2 separate regions of the Triticum aestivum genome follow, and region 2 is linked to region 1. The links are chromatin contacts, called in public Hi-C maps. All regions are on one chromosome and are shown on one strand. The core of a region is the stretch at or near the end of the contact, and the rest is flanking DNA. Distances in the headings are between cores, read along the strand shown.

The links. Hi-C and Micro-C count contacts between places; a contact is called where the count stands out from the background.
Region 2: a Hi-C map of leaf shows a contact between it and region 1, with 7 times the contacts expected there. The contact joins the enhancer-like site here to the promoter of LOC123071550 in region 1. A contact is called at or near these places in 4 of 5 Hi-C or Micro-C datasets (leaf, root and an unstated tissue) and 1 of 1 datasets of contacts at active chromatin or transcription factors (leaf).

Annotation. Positions count from the first base shown.
Region 1 is chr3B:663,702,516-663,707,447 of IWGSC CS RefSeq v2.1, reverse strand. It overlaps LOC123071550 (ethylene-responsive transcription factor ABR1), which reads left to right and starts at 3,135. Exons shown (of 2, transcript XM_044495127.1): 1 at 3,135-3,607. The coding sequence starts at 3,274.
Region 2 is chr3B:663,845,989-663,851,382 of IWGSC CS RefSeq v2.1, reverse strand. No RefSeq gene overlaps it. Among protein-coding and RNA genes, the nearest start is that of TRNAQ-UUG, 13 kb to the left of the region's middle. Within about 2 kb of position 1,457, at least 2 of the 8 cell types and tissues checked have an H3K27ac peak or open chromatin away from gene starts, as enhancers often do. A contact at or near this core is called in leaf and root, where this site is marked.

The DNA.
Region 1 (4,932 bases), core at 1,886-4,385:
TGTGAAGGGAAAATTCACAGAACCTAGAGTGCTCACCTAGGACTTAAAAAACATCTACTGCTGCTCAACCTGTCTGCACCATTCTAAAACATCCACTCTTTGCAGCAAAAACAAAAGGAAACCACTAAACTGAGTATTGCGTCAACCACGAAACAACAATCTAGAAAGGTAATGGAATTGAGAGCATGCCCCTATGAAGCTCCCATTTGAACAATTAAACCAACAGCTCCAAAATTGTACATCATTAAATCCCGCTTCCTGCAAGCAATTCATCAAGCACTCCATGAGCACAAAAACTGAAAATATAATTTAATCAAACATTAGATTCCTAATCACTGAAGTGCACAACAAGAGTGCATATGGATTTGAGAGATCTAAACATCAAAATGGAGTGCAACAGGAGAGAGTTGGAAAAGAGTGGGTGGAGAGGATAAGCATACATGCATCAGAGCGTGAATACTGCCCACTGTCACCATTGGTATAGGAACCTCCTTGACATCAAACCCTAGAAATGAAATAATTAAAGAGGCTTTCCTATCTATTTTGTACCTATAGGCTTTCCTATTCTTGTCTGACCAATATTTGAAGTATATGTATGAGAGGCATTATTTAAGAAGATCAACACGCATCACGTTTCGTATAAGAGGAGACAACCATTGCCCAATTGGGCAATAACGATCAGCCTGATATAAGAGGACGATCAGTCTGCAGCAGAGCATGAATACTGCCCGCAGTCACCATTGGTCTTCAGTGGTGGAGACAAGAATACGCAGGCAACAATGATCTGACACATGAAACTAAGCCATTGAAATTGCATAAACAAAATATATAGTTCGTGAGGGTTGAGGGGAGGAGAAATACAGTTGTTGGCATGCAGCCCTAGGACTCCACCAGTAGGAGCTGGATGTCACTCACTGCCCTAGTCCCCCACCCCGTGCACTATCCACGACACCTTGAATCGGAAACACGCCCCTGACCGCACGAACCAAAACCGAATCAAATCAAAATCGCGTCTTCTTCCTCCAAGATCGCATCAGATAGGCAAGCGGAGGAACCTCATAGCACCGAAGGAGAAGACGTGGCGGGAGGACTTGAGAGAGATGGGGATCGTATCGGATCCAAAGCAACATGTAGCCAAGCTGCGAGAAATCCATCGACGGCGGCTCAGATCCCGCGCCGGCCCGACCAATCCCTCGACCGGAACGCATCACGGGCCCTGCCGCTCGGTCCCCAGCCCGCGCCGCCGCCGGACGTCCCCGCCGCATGGGCGGCATCCCCGAGGGGTCCCCTAGCCGGCGCGGCGTGACGGGCTGGCCCCGAGGGGCGGCGACCCGGCGAGCCCGTCGATCGGGAGCCTGGCCGGCGCCGGCAGATCCCTCCATCATCCCCGCCGTTAGGGGAGGGGCGCGGCCCCAGCCGACGCGAGCCGGGTTGGCCACGGCGAGCTGGACGGGCACTGCGACCGGATTCGGTCAGATGCTCACATCCATGTCGCGCCTCCGCACGCAGCCATGTCGCCGGTGGCATCTCGCACCCGGCCGCAGGCGAGTGAGAAGGCCGCGACGCCAGAGGCCGTGCGGCGGAGGGTAAGGAGCAGGGAGGCGGGACGGCATGGAGTGCGTGGGGCTCGAGGAAAGAGTGGATTGGTCCTTTTTCGCTAGGTTTTCGGGAGAGCGATTGGTCGTGGCTCTCCAAGCCGCTCGCTCGCCCTCGCCAATAAGGAACAGCCCACCCTCATCCATTCATTCACGTAGCCCTCAAATGAACCCACCCTCTGCTTGCTGACCCTACAGGCTCACGACCCCACCCCTCATACTCTCTTGAAGCGACAGCCAATGTGAAAAACAACAGACGGTTGACCAGCCGCCACCAGCCAAAATTTTACTGTTGTAACTTCATCGGGCGGTCAAAAATGCCTCGCGAGCACAATGGCCCTGGAACGGCGGGTACTCTAGCGTTGTTTATATGTTCCGATGACTGCAAAGCAGGAGGGGCGGGTCCGGCTGCGTCCGTGGACGTATGACGGGCCGGATTTGCCACATCCGGTTGCTGTACATGCTATAACTCCTTAAGAAACAGTAGACCCCATCAAACCAGCGAACATACCATGTTCCAACCACGCCTAATATTTTGCGAAGTAGTCAAGGAGCGAGAGCAACACGAGCAACATGATCCCTCTAAACATTGACTGACCGGCCTGTTATCCATCCAACCTCCTCTGAGCATATCCCGTTATCCCTATGCTGAAGCAGTCCGGTCACTCGTCAGTGGCAACTCAACGAAACAATCCACCACCGTCGCGCGCGGCGGCAACCTGAAGAAAGTTATACCACTACTACTAGACTGTCTAGACAGTTCGTTGGAAGGAAAACTACCCAAGGAAATGATCAAAACCGTGACGGGAAAAAAGGAGAAGAAGAAGAAAGGAAGCGAAATCAGATAAGCACGCTCCACATAACGGACTGCTCCTCCTCACCGCTGACCGCGTCAACCGGCCGTCCAGGGTGCGTGAACCACGAACGCGCTCCTCCTCCCTCATGTCGGCGAAAGCGATCGGTACCGGAGCAAGTAGTGGAGCAGTAAGTAAATCGGACCCTGGTTCTCAAAAAAAGTAAATCGGACCCCAAGCCTCAGATAATACAACACGAGGCTGTGTATTCGAGCGACATCGAATGCTGATCCAATGGTGCCGACCTGCGAACTGTGTATCAATTCGATCATGCGCATTGGCCACCGTACAAATTCCCCCGTTCACACCGGGGACTGCTTGGAATGTACCAGTACTGGTAGCGTCGTGTGCTAAGTGGAAGCTACGTGAATTACCAAGAGACCTTCGTTAATTCAATTTATAATCCGAGGGGTAAAACTCGCACATTGTTTCACCGCCTCGGATCGTCAGAGGCAGGAGGAAGCTGAAGCTTTTCTTCAGAAAAATAAACGAGAGCATAGAGCTGAACTGGCCTCTGCCTCCCCGTTTGAAACGAACTTCTCATGACGGCTATTTAGCCACGTTTTTTTCCCTCTCCCTTTCTTTCTTTCTTTCTTTCTTTCTTGCTGATTATTAGTGGCACGTACGTAGAGCGGCTGGTGCGAGTGCTATATATGCCAAGGTCGTCCCCCCAGAAATGTTCGAACCGTTGAACGAAATTAAACGGGAGAGAGATAGATCGTACTAGCTCCCAGCCTCACGACGACTCTGCTCTGCTCTGCCATTTGAAAAGAAAGGAGGTGAGGCGCTGTTTTTCTGCGCTGGGCGGGCGGCGGGCGACTTTGATGTGCTACGAGCTGGCGGACCAACGTGGACTGCACGGCAGCGGCGGCCGGACGGTGAAGGGCGAGGGCAGCTCCGGGGCGCCGTCGGGAATGACGACAATGGCGAGCCCGGCGGACTTCATGTCGGGCTACTACCAGGCGCAGGAGATGTCGACGATGGTGTCGGCGCTGTCGCGGGTCGTGGCGGAGGACGACCCGTGGGCGCCGTCCGGCTCCGGCGCCGGGGCGGAGGGGTGGGGCTGGGAGGAGCAGCAGGCAATGCACGCCGCCGGAGGAGGCGGCTACGTGCACGAGCTGGGGAGCTTCCCCGGCGCGCCATCTTCAGAGTTCGCAGGTAACAAACAGTCAACACACGCATGCTATTGAAGCTTAGCTTGGTCGGGAAGAGTTTCTGAGTTTGCATGCTCTGCTTTTGCCTTGGATTTGATATTGCTCCACCGAGCTTCGCACGCTCTACTTTTTTGCCCGATCACATTTTTGCATGCTACTCCAGCTCGAAACGTGTCAGGCATGGGCAAAATCACCTTTCCAGAGTATACATCTTATGCATTCAGAGGTTTTTTTTTTATCGGATGCATTCAGAGTTTCTTTTTTATCTGATGCATTCAGCGGTTTATTACTAGTATCCTAATAAGCTTGTAAAATAAAGGAAATGTCTATATCCGTCGGTGAAGCAAACGAAGTGGCTCACCCCCTAACGAAGAACTCATTTAGTGAAAAAATTTGTATGTTTTGGGAATCTATAATCCCTGATTTTATTTCTCACTATATTGTACTCCCTCTGTTCTATAATAGTATCAAACACGTTTTTGTATTATAGGATAAGGGAGTAAATGATATGTCTGTTATCAAAGGAATAAAATCTGTTGCTTTCAAAAACACACGCTATAGCAACTTTGTTCTACCTCTAGTACAAAGTTATACTAAGCTTGAGACAGTTATTTTGAGACGGAGGGAGTAATATTTTACAAGAATATTTTAGAGGTAAAAAAACTAATATTGGCACCCCGGGTGTACATCATTCGGCTTATAACTTAACTTAAACAAGAAGACAATCGATGAAGTTCGAACCTTTACGTTTCTAGCTCTGATCAGGTCATAAAGAATCGGTGAACACGTGTAGTGCCAGTTTTGGTCAGTGCAGAGCCCTAGGCACAAAATGTGTTATATGAAGAGAGTTATTTCTTGGAAATAATAGAGGAAAATGCGTGCGGAACATGCAAGCGCGCGCGACCATAACAAACTGGTCGTACGGAGGAACGGCGTGTAGCTCAAAGTCGAAACGTCGGACGGAACCGAGGCGCCTGGATTCCTCGTAGCTGACATAAGGAAAATGAAACGAACCCTATCTCTTGTAATCCACTGCTGCACAGTTGTACGCCATTGAACCTAGTCTTGTAATCCACTGCACCTCTGCAACGCAACAAAGACACAGCTAAGTCTTCAGGTAGTACGTAGCATTTCATCGTACATATGTATAAAATACAGTGCATCTTCGTGTCATGTACGTAGGAGTACATGCCAATATGTCATGGATGAGCTTGCGTGACGCGCATACAACAACGAGAATACGGTCGAGAGAGTTCATTTCTTTCCTGAAAAGGCAGTTTTTTTCCTTCATTTTTTCCTCCTTTTGCAACGAAAAGCGGTTCGAATTCT
Region 2 (5,394 bases), core at 208-2,707, 150 kb before region 1:
CCCCACGCCATCCCCTTCCCCCACCGTCCGCTACACCGCGCGGGCTCCGGTGGGTGCTCGTGCCCGCTCCGCCCACCCGCACACGCGTGCTGAAATCAGAGGCACGCGCCGTCCGCCGCGAGAGGCAGCAGGAAAAGTAGAGGAACGTGACAGAGCAATCTGTGCGCCGCCGCTGCGGGTTGCCGGTTGAGCCCGACGAGGACGAGCGCTCCTCGCTTGGGTCTGCCGCCAGTTGGTGACGGCGACGGAACGAATGCTCGTCCGCTACGAAGGAAGAACACTAAGGCGCTCCGGCTTGCCATTGAGCAGTCGGAGCGCGAGGCGTAGGAGGCAGCGGCGGAGGCGACTCGGGTGGCCAAGCTCAAGCGGCAACATGACAGGGTCGTTCGGCGGATGAAGGGGCCCATCATCCTCTCTGACGACTCTGATGACGATGGGGACGATCATAACTCCACTTTTGATAACTCCGACGATCCACCACCTGCCACCAACGCCTACAGCTGCGCCGACGACCGGAAGGGCAAAGGCCTGACGAGGAAGTGGTGAATCTTCGTCGTCTCCGTGGTTAATTTCTAGTTATTTACGTCTCTAGTTAGAACATGTCAGTCATATGTGGATTATGTGAACTTTGAGTAGCTTTTGGAGATCCGTCTGTGATCTTTTGGTGATCGAAATATGCATGTTTCATAGTCCGTGTGATGATCTACGAAATTTATGTTCACATTGCATGCGTAATATGGATATAGGGTATCGGATATCAGGAGTGGGGATGTCGTGGACACAAATTGAGAAGTGCCTGGTCAGTGACCGCAGACGTGTCTGGGCACGTCCGCGGGTATTTGAGGATCGAATTTGGTGACCCGGCTGTAGATCTCTAACATCTTGTAATGTAACTTATTTGTGATTTTCGCACAGCCTGCAAATAATCATGGTTTTTTACCAAAAATTTACGACAAGCATGGCTTTTCCCCGTGCGTTTCAAAACTTTGATCTATTTCCCCACTAAGTTTTATAGAATCAGTCCATATGTGCCAATGTTCTAGAAAATTCACTGGCACCAAAAGAAAAACTGAAAAACGAGACCTTCCCATACAAAGTATCTGTCCGTTCCGTGTGAAAGTGACATCTTTGCCTGTGATGACTGAGATGGTGACTGGTCTGTTCAGCTTTGCCACCAAACGAAACAAAAAAGAAATATTTCCTGGAAGAAATCCACGTGCATGTTTCTTCTTTTTGATTGATTGATGAAGGACCGAGAAATCCACATGTGATGATTGGGCAGTGCTCCTAGTAATTAAAGCGGAAGTGCTCTATGATTGTCCTACTCCCACCTGTCAAGCCGTCTCTGACATTCCAGCAATCTTTTTTTTTTTGGCAACCCCCTTCACCCATGTGCTCCTCTCGTGCAAGCAGGAGTGCAGGAGGGCCCATGCAGTGCACGCATCACTGCTGAGATAGGGCGGCGGCGGGCGGGCGAGGGGCACGGACGTCGCCGCACGCGTGCCCTGTCAGCCAGGCAGTAAGATACGTGCCTCGCCGGTCGCCGTTGCGTTGATCGGAGGACGGTGGGTGGGCGTCGTTTGAGTTTGACCGTACGTCGCCACCGCCCCGTGCCCCCGTCACCGGGTAGCGACCGCTTCCCCATTGCGGTCCAAACAAATAACGAAGCAGGCGGGGGAGAATCTGTCACAGATATATGTACTGTGCTACGCTAAATAAGCAGGGAGCGCTCGCAAACGCCCGCGTGCCTCCTGGCCCTTGCATCACAATCCTCGGGAGAAAAAACGGCCATGACGGGACCCTACCGAAAGAGGATACCTCTACTGTTCGGTGGGTCGCTTAATCCGTGTGCAGCGATGGTGGACGATCGATGAGTCGATCTCGCACGAGGAGAATGTGTGCGCCGCAATCGCAAGTGCCCCCCCTGAGCATACGCATCGATCACAATTCACAAAGGACTAGATCGACAGTGAGTAGTAGGTTGGTACCATCCGGAAGTGGCCAAAACTAAGATTGGCACGCAGATCCGTAGGCCCCTTGATCGTCCGTCCTCCATTTCATCGCCGCCTTTATCCCGCCCTCAAGTCCATGGCATTCCTAGCGATCCACTAATCATAAGCTCGTGGTGGAGATGCCTACTGATCTGATCTCATCTCATCCACGCCAACGTGTTGATGTGATACGCATCGTCCGCTTCATCCTCGGATAAGGAAATTAAAGTGTACGTTTCCAAATATGATTCCCTGCAGGGAGTGGCCTCGGCCGCGCGCAATCATTGAGATATCCAATTCCGATGATGATGATGATGTGCAAGTCACTTTGCTTGCTTGCTAGCCTTAGATTGATTCCCGTCTTTTGGCAGGCCGATCGACGCAATCAGTTGTCACTGCAGGAGTGCCGAGGGTATGCGGATCGGAGATCAAATCTTCCGTGGAATCATTGTCCTTTGTGTTCCGTTTTGTCCCGTTCTGCCACATTCGTTGCACCGTATCGTATCCTACAGTTGCATATCCAGGCTTCGTGTATGGGAAATCAAAAATGGTGCGTGCCCTCTTGGGAGTGACCATGACTGTAGCTACAGTGCTGTGGTACTGTCTCGGAGTCGGAGGCGAAGAACTGATTTGCATCCAAAAAACCACATGACCGTCATGGAACACGTTCGGGGATAAAGAAACTGTATCAACAGATATACTACACGTGGCATGGAACACACCTACACCGTACGCCCACAAGATTTGGACGGCTACATACATACTCGTATGTCTCTGCAGTTCTACTCACTGGTCTGCACCCCAGCGAAAGTATCCAGTGATACCAACTCCCAGAAAAATTTACATCGGCTAGCCCAACACGGTTTTCCTACCCTAGCCGCCGCCGCCACTAGGCGACTAGGGCGAGGCACTTTTTCCTCCGATTTTCACCGGTCGGTGCGCTGGCCCCCTCTCCCTTCGACTGCTGCTCCGACGGTAGGAGGGAGGGGGGACCCCATTCCTCCGCTCTGTAGTTAGGTTTTGGATTTGTAGGTCGTGGTGCGTCGTTGGGGTGGTGGGAGCGACGCCCGGACGAATAAATCTGCCTCAACCCCAATCCCACACCGGCGCTGTCCTCCAGGGCGGCGTCTCGGAGTTGATGGCATCGTGTCTATGTCGATCCCTCAGATCGTCATCGTTAGGGTTCATGGATGGTGTTGACGAGGCGGCGGCGGCAACTCCATCAGGTGTGTCTCTCCTTCTGCTCTGTCCCCGTTGTTGTGGCGTTGTCTCCGACGTCATGGTGGAGCAGGGAGGTTTTGTCGTTCAGGAGTACGCGCAGGCGGTTGTCTACACAAGTGACAGCTGGAAGATGGAGTATCTTGTGTTGGGTCTGTGGTCGAAGGCGGGCAGTTCTGGTTTCCTTCTTCGACGTCGTCGTCATGCGAGGGTGTCAGTTTTGAAGTTCAATGGCGTGTCCGGGGACATGTTGCCCCGGTCTGATTCTTTCAACGGCTATGATTTTGCTTTTGGCAAACTACTTTGGAGGTCCGTAAAGCTGTTGATCAGCGATGGAGCCGCGTCGAGCTTGGGCGAAGAGGCGATCTGTCTTTTTATCCTTTGGTGGCCGCTTCGGTGGTGTCGAAGGAAAGGGACATGCGCTGGTATTTTGCATAGGATTTTCCTATCTTTTCAGTCATGTATGGTCGGTACTTACGTGCCTTGTAACTTGATCTTTATTCTATATAAACGAGACACGTATTACCATGTAAAAAAAAGTTATACCAACTCTGACATGCTCCCGTATTCCATTTCAAAAAAGACCAATTTTAATGTTTCAAAAAAAGTGACAAAAATTGTGAACATTCACAAAACCCCTAAAAAATTCAGACCCAATTTTAAAATAAACATTGAGAAACAACAAACACAAATCCATATGTGAATAGTGTCATTTTTGCGTTTGTCCTTTCGTGACACTATTTTGTCTCTCCATGTGTATTCCAAATTAAAATCTGAAGTTTTTAGAGGTTGTAAACTCATAGTAGTATATTGTGAACCCTAAAAAATCATAAATTTTTGAAATGTACAAATTTACTTTTAAAAAGTTGGGGTTGTTGGGGAACGTAGTAATTTTAAAAAATTTCCTACGCACACGCAAGATCATGGTGATGGCATAGCAACGAGAGGGGAGAGTATTGTCCACGTACCCTCATAGACCGTAAGCGGAAGCATTATGACAACGCGGTTGATGTAGTCGTACGTCTTCACGATCCGACCGATCCAAGTACCGAACGTACGGCACCTCCGAGTTCAGCACACGTTCAGCTCGATGACGATTCCCGGGCTCCGATCCAGCAAAGCGTCGGGGATGAGTTCCATCAGCACGACGGCATGGTGACGATGATGATGTTCTACCGGCGCGGGGCTTCGCCTAAACTCCGCGACGATATGATCGAGGTGGAATATGATGGAGGGGGGCACCGCACACGGCTAAGGAACGATCCGTAGATCAACTTGCGTTCTTGTGCTTAGAGGTGCCCCCCTGCCCCCGTATATAAAGGAGCAAGGGGGGAGGGGGCGGCCGGCCTAGGAGGGGCGCGCCAACGGGAGTCCTACTCCCACCGGGAGTAGGACTCCCTCCTTCCTTGTTGGAGTAGGAGAAGGGGGGAAAGAGGGGGAGAGGAGGAAGGAAAGGGGGGCCGCACCCCTTGTCCAATTCGGACCAGAGGGGGGCTGCGCGCCTCCTTCCTTTCGGCCTCTCTCCTCTATTCCCATATGGCCCAATAAGGCCCATATACTCCCCGGCGAATTCCCGTAACTCTCCGGTACTCCGAAAAATACCCGAATCACTCGGAACCTTTCCGAACTCCGAATATAGTCGTCCAATATATCGATCTTTACATCTCGACCATTTCGAGACTCCTAGTCATGTCCCCGATCTCATCCGGGACTCCGAACTCCTTCGCTACATCAAAATTCATAAACTCATAATATAATTGTCATCAAAACCTTAAGCGTGCGGACCCTACGGGTTCGAGAACAATGTAGACATGACCTAGAACTATTCTTGGTCAATAACCAATAGCGGAACCTGGATGCTCATATTGGCTCCTACATATTCTACGAAGATCTTTATCGGTCAAACCGCATAACAACATACGTTGTTCCCTTTGTCATCGGTATGTTACTTGCCCGAGATTCGATCGTCGGTATCCAATACCTAGTTCAATCTCGTTACCGGCAAGTCTCTTTACTCGTTACATAATGCATCATCCCGCAACTAACTCATTAGTCACATTGCTTGCAAGGCTTATAGTGATGTGCATTACCGAGAGGGCCTAGAGATACCTCTCCGACAATCGGAGTGACAAAACCTAATCTCGAAATACGCCAACTCAACATGTACCTTCGGAGACACCTGTAG